Linked DNA regions of Mus musculus: region 2 is linked to region 1. Evidence: chromatin contacts called from public Hi-C data. All regions are on one chromosome and are shown on one strand. The core of a region is the stretch at or near the end of the contact, and the rest is flanking DNA. Distances in the headings are between cores, read along the strand shown.

Evidence for each region. Hi-C and Micro-C count contacts between places; a contact is called where the count stands out from the background.
Region 2: a Hi-C map of cortical neurons shows a contact between it and region 1, with 3 times the contacts expected there. The contact joins the promoter of Ppfia4 here to the promoter of Adora1 in region 1. A contact is called at or near these places in 24 of 39 promoter capture datasets (the 3T3-L1 cell line, 3T3-L1-derived adipocytes, the C10 cell line and 16 more), 2 of 15 datasets of contacts at CTCF or cohesin (embryonic stem cells and hippocampal excitatory neurons), 45 of 484 Hi-C or Micro-C datasets (the AML12 cell line, B cells, the Ba/F3 cell line and 27 more), 6 of 115 datasets of contacts at active chromatin or transcription factors (astrocytes, embryonic forebrain, extraembryonic endoderm stem cells and 3 more) and 2 of 9 other capture datasets (adipose tissue and macrophages).

Annotation. Positions count from the first base shown.
Region 1 is chr1:134,233,984-134,237,944 of GRCm38.p6, reverse strand. Adora1 (adenosine A1 receptor) reads left to right here and starts at 2,488. Exons shown (of 2, transcript NM_001008533.3): 1 at 2,488-3,930. The coding sequence starts at 3,590.
Region 2 is chr1:134,342,323-134,346,848 of GRCm38.p6, reverse strand. Ppfia4 (protein tyrosine phosphatase, receptor type, f polypeptide (PTPRF), interacting protein (liprin), alpha 4) reads left to right here and starts at 2,133. Exons shown (of 29, transcript NM_001374777.1): 1 at 2,133-2,256. It overlaps Tmem183a (transmembrane protein 183A), which reads left to right. Exons shown (of 8, transcript NM_020588.2): 8 at 1-752.

The DNA.
Region 1 (3,961 bases), core at 1,239-3,738:
TGTGGAGAACTAAGGGTACCAGCAGAGAAATCAGAGACAGGGGTCTTGGAAGGCAAAAGACAAGGCTGAGAGGAAATTGTGCAGAGAGCAGGCCTTGGGGTCTTTTCATTTCCTGTGACATCATTTTGCCTCAGAGTCACATGCTTAGTAAAAAGCTTTTCTTTTGGGTACCTTTAAGAGCGCTCAAGCCTGGTACCTGTGGGATTTGGTCCCAACATAGCTCCACTATCAGCACGGGGCAGATTTCAGCATTTTGAACTTTGGACTCTCCTTTCCTCCCCTTCTCCCCATTGGCCTGGCACTGCCTGCTTTTTTTTTTTTTTTTAAGTCTATTACATTTTATTTATTTAGTGCATGTGTCTATGTGTGTGGGAGTGCCACAGTGCACATATGGAGGTCAGGAGACAGACAGCCCTTGACAGACAGTTCTCCTCTTCCATATTGTGGAACTTGAGGATTGATCTCAGGTTGTCCGGCTCAGCAATAAACTCATTCACCCAACCTCTACCTTGTTGGCCTCTTGCTTGTCCTTTTATAAGCACTCTGTATCAAACTCTCCTTCAACCAGCCTGTGCGGATCCCATACCTTCTAGGTATCATTCCTGATGGAGCTGCCATCAGACTAGGACTCTGCTGGAGGCAGCGAAATTCGTGTGCGTGTGCTGTGTGTAGGGAGTCAAATGGCCATGGTAGGAGGTTCATCTAGTCAGGGGTCGGGGCATGTGTGAAAAACAGCAATCACGTTTGGCACAGGGTCCATCCAGTCCCTTGGGTCTTCCTGCTCAGCCTTGGTCCTCCCACAGTGTCCTCCTCTCCCTGAGGCCACTGGCTGGCCCCATGGTGAACTTGCCATAGGGCTGACAAGAAGCAAATCAAGACTTAAAAGAGGATCACAGATATAATTCAGCTGCAGAATGCAAGGCTAGCACACAAGAGTCCTGAGTTCCATTCCTCAGCACCAAGCCAACCAACCAACCAACCAACCAACGAAAAACTCACTTTGCCTAACACCGTGCTGGATTGTGTCTATCATTCCAGTATTGGAATGAGACAGCTAAAATGACTGAGTTCGAGGCCAACCTGAGCTACATAGCAAGTCTTTGTCTTAAAAAATTAAAATTAATTATGTGAAAGGCTTTATGCCTTAAAGGCCCTGAGTCAAGGAAAGAAAGAGCCAAGAGGCACAGATGCCATGCAGATCTCAGCCTCATGTCGCATGGTATGGGCAGGGGCAGGATGGCAGCTTGCTCTTAGGAGTAGGGAGGAATGGGAGGTAGGCAGGAAGGATGCCTGTCATGGATGAGCTGATCTTTTGTCATCAAACTCACAGTCCCCTGTTGTCTGAGGGTGGAAGTGGAAGTGAAGCCCTGGGTCTCCTGGAAGTGTCCTCCCCTCATTGGGCTTCTTTCTCTGGAGAAAACCGAATAGCTCCCACCCTTCCTCCCAGCCACCCAGGTTCCAGAGGAAACTGCTCCTTCCTGTGCTCCTGCAGCACACCCCAGCAGAAGTTGCTCTCCCTCCTGTGGGCAGAGCCCTTCTCCTCAGCTGGGATCCAGCAAGGGGGCAGCAGGTTGTAGGGTTTCCCCTAGCCTGACTCACCCAGCTACTGTACAGTGCAGACCCTTGACCAACAAACAGGATTTCTCAGGGTGGGATCTCTCTATAAGGCACTGAGAGGGAAGGCTTGGGGCTGTGCGTGAGCCAGTGATGAAGTGAGGGCCAGGGACACTGTGGGGGAGGGCGAGGTGGGGAGGGCACTGTGGGAAGGGCACTGTGCTGGTGCTTCAGTGTGTTAGTCTTTGGCAAGTTCCTTTCATTTCCCAGCCTGAATCTTTTTCTGGAGCACAAGGGATTGGACTAGATACTGTGTAGTCTTAGGTGCTGGGGCAGAAAGGAGAAGGAGAAGGAGGAGGAGGGGGAGGGGAAGGAGCATAGTAGTGTAACACTGACAGTGGGGGTCATTTCTCTGAGCCTCAGCATCCTCATCTGCAAAATGGAAATTACGAAGAGCCTGAAAAGCACTCTGAGCGATGGATGAGAAAGGGCTATGACTCAGGAGACTGCCTGCAAAGTAACGTGTGTGCGGGAAGCCTGTGCGCTCCTGACAGTGCTGGGACTGCTTTCCTGAAGAGAGTAGGTTTTAAGATTAGGGGAGGCGCCCAGATGCCAATGGTTGGTGGCGGTGGGAGACCAGAGAGGGGCCCTCTTGAGTCCCGCAGGTGATTAGGGCTTGGGCTGTCCGCCTGCTGCATTGAGAAGGGAGGGAGGGAGTAAGGGAAAGAGGGAACACGGGAATCGGCACCTCGGTACTGTCCCTGTCCCGAGGCCGGATCCATACATCACACCATTCGAGACGCTCACGTTTTCCCAGCTTTTCTCACACTGAATCACTTCCTTTGTTTAGAGGAGGGGGTAGGGGAGGAGACGGAGGGCGACGAGGGAGGGGCCCGCGGGTGCCGCCGCCGCCCCCGCCCCCGCCCCCTCCCCCTCCCGGTGTGCGGAGCCCGATTGTCACTCAGCTCCCGCGCCGGGGGCGACGAAGGCGCCGGCGCCAGAGTGGAGTCTCGGCTGGCTACCACCCCTTGGACATAACTGGCTAGCCCTGGGTTCCCCTGGCATCCTCTGAGGGAGCGACTGCCCAAGGTTTTGAGGTCTGGGGATACTTGGCTAGACAGTTCAGGTGGCCAGGCGCTCTGCCAGCTTTGGTGTGACCTTGGGTAAGTCTGTGGCTCAGTTCGTGCATCATGAGTGTGCAGGAAAGGGGTGGATGAAATGACTGGGGTGTCCCCCTTGGGGCAGTCGATGGGTAAGGATTCTGGGCAGAGCTGGAGCTGGACCAGGCTTCTGTTAAGAATCGGGCACCAGCGGCGTCCCAGGTGGGTGGGCACAGGGTAGGCGTGCGCGCACGCGGGGAATGGGAGCCGGTGGACCCGCCAGGTCCTGGGCTTAGTCCCTCAGAATCACGCCTGCCATCCAGTCCCAGGTACGAAACAGGGGCACTACCTCTTTAAAGGCGTCCGGGGCTGAGCCTCTGCCACACCATGTGATTGCTTGAAAGGCCGGGCTGGGAGCGCAGCGGCGGGAGCCTGGAGAACGATGAGCCGATGCGCGCGCGGTGCCCAGAACCCAACCCTGCCCGGCGCGGCTCCGGAAAGCCGCCCGGGGAACTTAGGGCAACGCCTTTGGGACCCCCTACCGGTTGGCAGGCAGGATGGTGAGCTCCTTGCCTCCGGGTCGGCGGACACCTGTGGGCACTGTGGATTCACAGGGGATCCTTGTGGAGTAAGTGTACAGGGAGCCACCTCACACCTGATACAAAAACCAGTGGTGGAGTGAGTGCTGCTATTTTAAGTTGCTGAATGGAACCTCTAAGGACAAGGGGAGGGGACAGAGGTTAAGCAGATAGTGAGCCTGAGTGTCTGGCCAGCTTGGGCAGGCACTGCATCACTTTACTGGGGCACATCTTCGCAGGGCTGCCTATGTCCCCCTCCTTCCCAGGCTGGCATCCCCACCGCAGGCTTCCTGACCACAGGTGCTGGCCTCGCGCCCCAGGGCGCCTGTCTGCTGATGTGCCCAGCTCCTGCCCACCATGCCGCCGTACATCTCGGCCTTCCAGGCTGCCTACATTGGCATCGAGGTGCTCATTGCCTTGGTCTCTGTGCCCGGAAATGTACTGGTGATTTGGGCTGTGAAGGTGAACCAGGCACTTCGCGATGCTACCTTCTGCTTCATCGTATCCCTGGCGGTAGCTGATGTGGCTGTTGGCGCCCTGGTCATCCCACTGGCCATCCTTATCAACATTGGGCCACAGACCTACTTCCACACCTGCCTCATGGTGGCCTGTCCTGTCCTCATCCTCACCCAGAGCTCCATCCTGGCTCTGCTTGCTATTGCTGTGGATCGGTACCTCCGAGTCAAGATCCCTCTCCGGTGAGTTCATAGCAGCCCAAGGTACTCTGTG
Region 2 (4,526 bases), core at 884-3,383, 110 kb before region 1:
TTCTTACTGTCACTGGCATGCTCTGAGAAAAGGATGTGGGTGGGGTTTTGTTTATTTCTTTTGCTAAGAAGAAAGTCTTACTGCTTCCTTTCCCACCTGGATGTGGCAGGAGATGCTCATTAAGACAATGCTCTCCTACTCAAGACCTGGAGTTCATCCTGTAGCGCTGCAGTCCAGCCTCCCTGCCCCACAAAAATAGTCCTTTGGAGACAGGGTCTTGCTGTGTAGCCCAGGCTGGCCTTGCACTTAATCCTCTTACTTTAGCTGCCTGGAGTTGTTGGGTGAGTCACCAGACAGGACAAAGACAGAAAATGTTCTTTAAACATAAAAATATTGTGGGGTGGATACTTTTGTGAGCTAAATTGCTAAATGAGTATGTTGGTTTTTATCTTTCCCCACCCCATGCTATTTAAAGACCATTCTTAAGCATCTGTTTAATGCTGCTGCTGACAGCAGCCGTACCCACACTGAGGGGCATGCTGTCACTGGTTGAACAGATAGTGAGCCTGGGTCAATAAAAAGAACCACCAGAATTTGGGTACTTAATTAACAAAGCAAACAAAAACCCTAGGACAGTAAGCCTCCACAGATCTCTGCAGTCAGAAGCTGCCTAGAGGCAGAAGAAAAGAAGCACAGAGTCTGGAGTTCCCTGAACAAAAGATGCCATGGAGCAGGGGAAGTTGTCCTTGTGGATTGTGTGTCTCCCATTTAGGTTTACCCTGAGTGGGTGAAATAAATGTGGCTTAATTGTTTTCTGGCTCAACTTGTGAGTTTTTATGTCAAACTCCATGGTATGATGATAGATGCTATAGCCTCCCTTTGAAGTTCCTGCTGCCTCTGCTGTGGTCTTAGCACATTGCCAACACTTGGTAAAATGGTTCTTCATGGTTACCATGGCTGCAGTCTCCTCAGCATTGGCTGAGTTGCCTTTTCTGGCATTATTCATGTTTTGTTAATGGAAGGGTGTGAAGAGTCAAGGATTGCCTTTTTGTAAAAACTAGTCCACCTAGAGAACGACTGAAACTTGGTAGGCTCTGGGTTTAAAAACTGACTAATGTTTTTCACTTCTTGATGTATATATTCTTGTTCAGAGTGTCAGACAAATAACAGATTCAGCTCCTCTCAACCCCTATCAGAATTAATTTCCTTGCCATTTTCTAAAGATGAAAGGAAAATTGGATATATTGGGAGAGAGGGAATGAAAGGCTATGTTAACTGACCTCAGCTTCAGCCTTTATAGGACACTGTTGCAAGATGTGTATATATCTGTAACTGCCTATGTGCACATTGTATATAGAACAGTTCACTGCTGCTGGGTGGTGGCAGCACAGGCAGCCTGCAGAAGCAGGTGAATCTAGGAGATGGAGGCCAGCCTGGTCTACATAGTTCCGGAACAGCCAGGGCTGCACAGAAAAACCCTGTCTTAAAAACCTAAAAAGGGAGAAAAAAAAAAAAAAAAAAAAAAAACCAAACCCAAAACAGTTCTTCACACTCATAACAGTGCTTATGGGGTATCTGTGAAGGATTTGAGTAGGCACTGAAATGAAATTTCACAAACCAGATGGAAAAGATACATTAATAGCCACGGGGGCAGGGAAAGGGAACAATTCAGGAAAATCGGTTTAGCTAAAATTTGTCAGAATTTTGGCATTTGAGCATGTTTTCATAGGATGTATGTATCAGACAAACACTTCATTTTGTAGTAACAGCGTTAGGGCAGTCACATGCCCAAAAGCAAGTCACAATTCACTGAGGCACATACTACAATACAAGAGTATCTGGGTTTCCAGTTTCTCCACTTAAAAATATGTGAGCGAGAACAGGTGTGAAGGGCGACAGACGACTGGCCATTTAGGGAACAGACTAGACTTAGGAAGGTGAGTTCAACAGAGGAAAAGAGGGATGTGCTCTGCATTCCAAGTTTTAGGGCCAGAACATCTACCAGATTAAATGCTTGCCCTGCCCTCTCAGGCTCGACCAAGATGGCGCACAGCATCAAAGCAGCGCCCTTGTCACGTGCGAACCAGGGCTGGGGAGCGCCCGGGCGTGGGGGCGTGGCCTCGGGGGATATGGCCAGGCCCCGCCCTTAGGGGTGGGGCCAGGGTATCCGCGGAGGAAGGGGGCGGGTCCTTGAGGCCACGGTACTGGGCGGTGGAGGCTGCAGCTACCTTTGCAGGCTTGCCTCTAGGACGCCTCGCGCTGCCGAGGTCGGGGGCGGCGCCCTGCTACCGCTGGGCCTTCGGCGATTCCACGCAGGTGAGCACCCACAGCCACTCCGCGGGGAAGGATACCCCTTTTCCCAGCTCCAGCTCCCCTGAACAGTTTGAGGAGGAGTCTCTGTTAGTGCGCCTTGGGAAACAGCCTCTTCTGGTCTGGATGTATCTCTGCGGGGCGCGGAATTCGTTGCCCCTCGCCTTTGCTGTGCCCTGTGCCCTTGGGGATGAGGATGGGGGTCGATGCCCGTTTTGCAGGGAGGGCGTGGAGTTCGCCCTCAGCTCCATCCTCTCTCTGGGAGGGGGCAGCCGGGTGGACTGCGCCCCCTCATCCTCTCCAGGAGAGTCAGAGCAAAAGCGCCTCTGGGCTTGGGGGCCAACTCTGCTTCTTTGGGCGAGCGCTGGTGAGAGGCTGAAGTCTTCGATCTTCCCGGGGGTCTTCCTCCTTCCCGCATGCCTCTTTTCGCCCTTGGTTACTATCGCCAGCTCTGCATTCCTTCAACTGTCAGGCTGTACCAGAGATGCCCCCATCTCCGCAGTGCTGGGGCGGTGGGGTGGAAGGAATGGCCAGCCGAGGGCCTGGTTGGGGGTGGGGATGAGGGTGGGCGCAACAGGAAAAGAGGTTCGTAATAGAGATTACTGAACTGGGGTGGGGGTGGGAATGATAGGGTTGATTAGTGAACACAGTAGGGGTATTTCCCAGCACGGGTGTTGAGGGTTTTATGATTGGTAGGAAGGGAGGTTGGCCTGGAGGACTTGGAAATATGTTGTAGGTGGTTTCTCTGAGAAGGAGGAGGGATCTAGCACTAAGTGCCACTAGGTGCTGATGTCACCTTTGAGGAGAGATGTGTTGGAGAGGAGGAGAGTTGAGGCAGCTCCTCAGTACTTGTTCGTGGAGAGCAAGTGGTTAAGGGGGCTGTGCTTAGCCTGATGAGTCCCTCCTGGTGTGAGCTTAAGAAGGCTGTTCCAGGAGCCAGGTTTCAGGGACTCCCTGCAGTCCTTTCCAGACTTGTTGGAATTGGCTCTTAGTACTTTATTCAATATTGAGTAAACATTTATTGGGCACCTACTACATGCCAGACACCATACTAGAGAGATAGATACTTGCCTATCCAAAAGCTGTTAAAGGCCATGGAGCAGGTAGATGGTACCCGAAATAGGCACACATTCCCCTATATACATTTTAGTTATCCTGTTAGTGGAATGGCAGAAACAAAACAAAACAAAAAAGCCAACCGGATCTTAACCCACAGAATCCACACCTCTGTTAACTGGCCAGATAGTCTTTAGTAAAAATGACAGCTTGAATGGTTTATATTGGCTATTTTCTTAGATTTGGGGCTAAGATTTGAGGAGGCTTCTCAAGATAAATGATGTCCCAAAGTAATGAGACGAGGGATAGCACATTGGGTTGGGGGGCTTTGGGGGCCCTAGACACTGTGCAGTGAAGACACCCTCTCCAGAAATGAGTGGCTGCAGGAGCGTGGTGTGAGGGGAGTTTTCATCGGATGCTTTGGGCCTGTGCCGTTGGGCATGTCATGTTGAGCATGTATATGATGTCAGTATATGAGCTCTGTCCCAGCAGCTGGCCTGTGAAGGAAGGATTGGAGGAACGGAGTAGGGCCGGCAGTCAGGCTCGTGGGTCCTCTCTGAGTGATGACTGAAACCTTAGAATTGGAAAGAGTGAGGAGGATTTGCTGTGGGTCCTTTCTGAGCCTCTGAGGATAGCAGAGCAAGAGCTGGGGAGAGGGTGATTAGTTGGACTGTGCTGCTGATGAGGCAGGGGTGAAGCTCAGGAGGGCCAGGGGACTGGGTGCCAACGGGGTTTTAAGGTGCAGGGAAGTTAACTGAGGCTTTGTTACGGCTGAAATGCTCTCCGTGGGCCTCCAAGAGCTGTACTATGTTAAGTTGGTAAAGGATTTGTTCTAAGAACATGGTGGGCTATACTGGCCGAGCAGTATAGAGGTGTGTGTGTACAATACATTCATAGTGTGCATATGTGTGCTTGTGCAAATGTGTGCACTGGGAGTGAGGACTGAGAAAGACTGAGAGAGCAAAACCAGCCCCAGAGTCTGGGTTCCACTTAAGGAATTGGAAGAAATGGAGGGAGGGACTGGGGTCAGAGGGAGAGACAAGTGTGTATTGCAACCACATAAGTCACCATCTGTCCCCTCTCTGGCCTGCTAGCTCACTGACCTATAATTAGCTCTGGAGGGCATACGGTGCTGGCTCACTGGAGTGTGGCACTTTGGGTGTCCAGCAGAGTCAAGAACACACAGAGAGGCTGTGGTCCTATGCTGAGGACCATGTCCC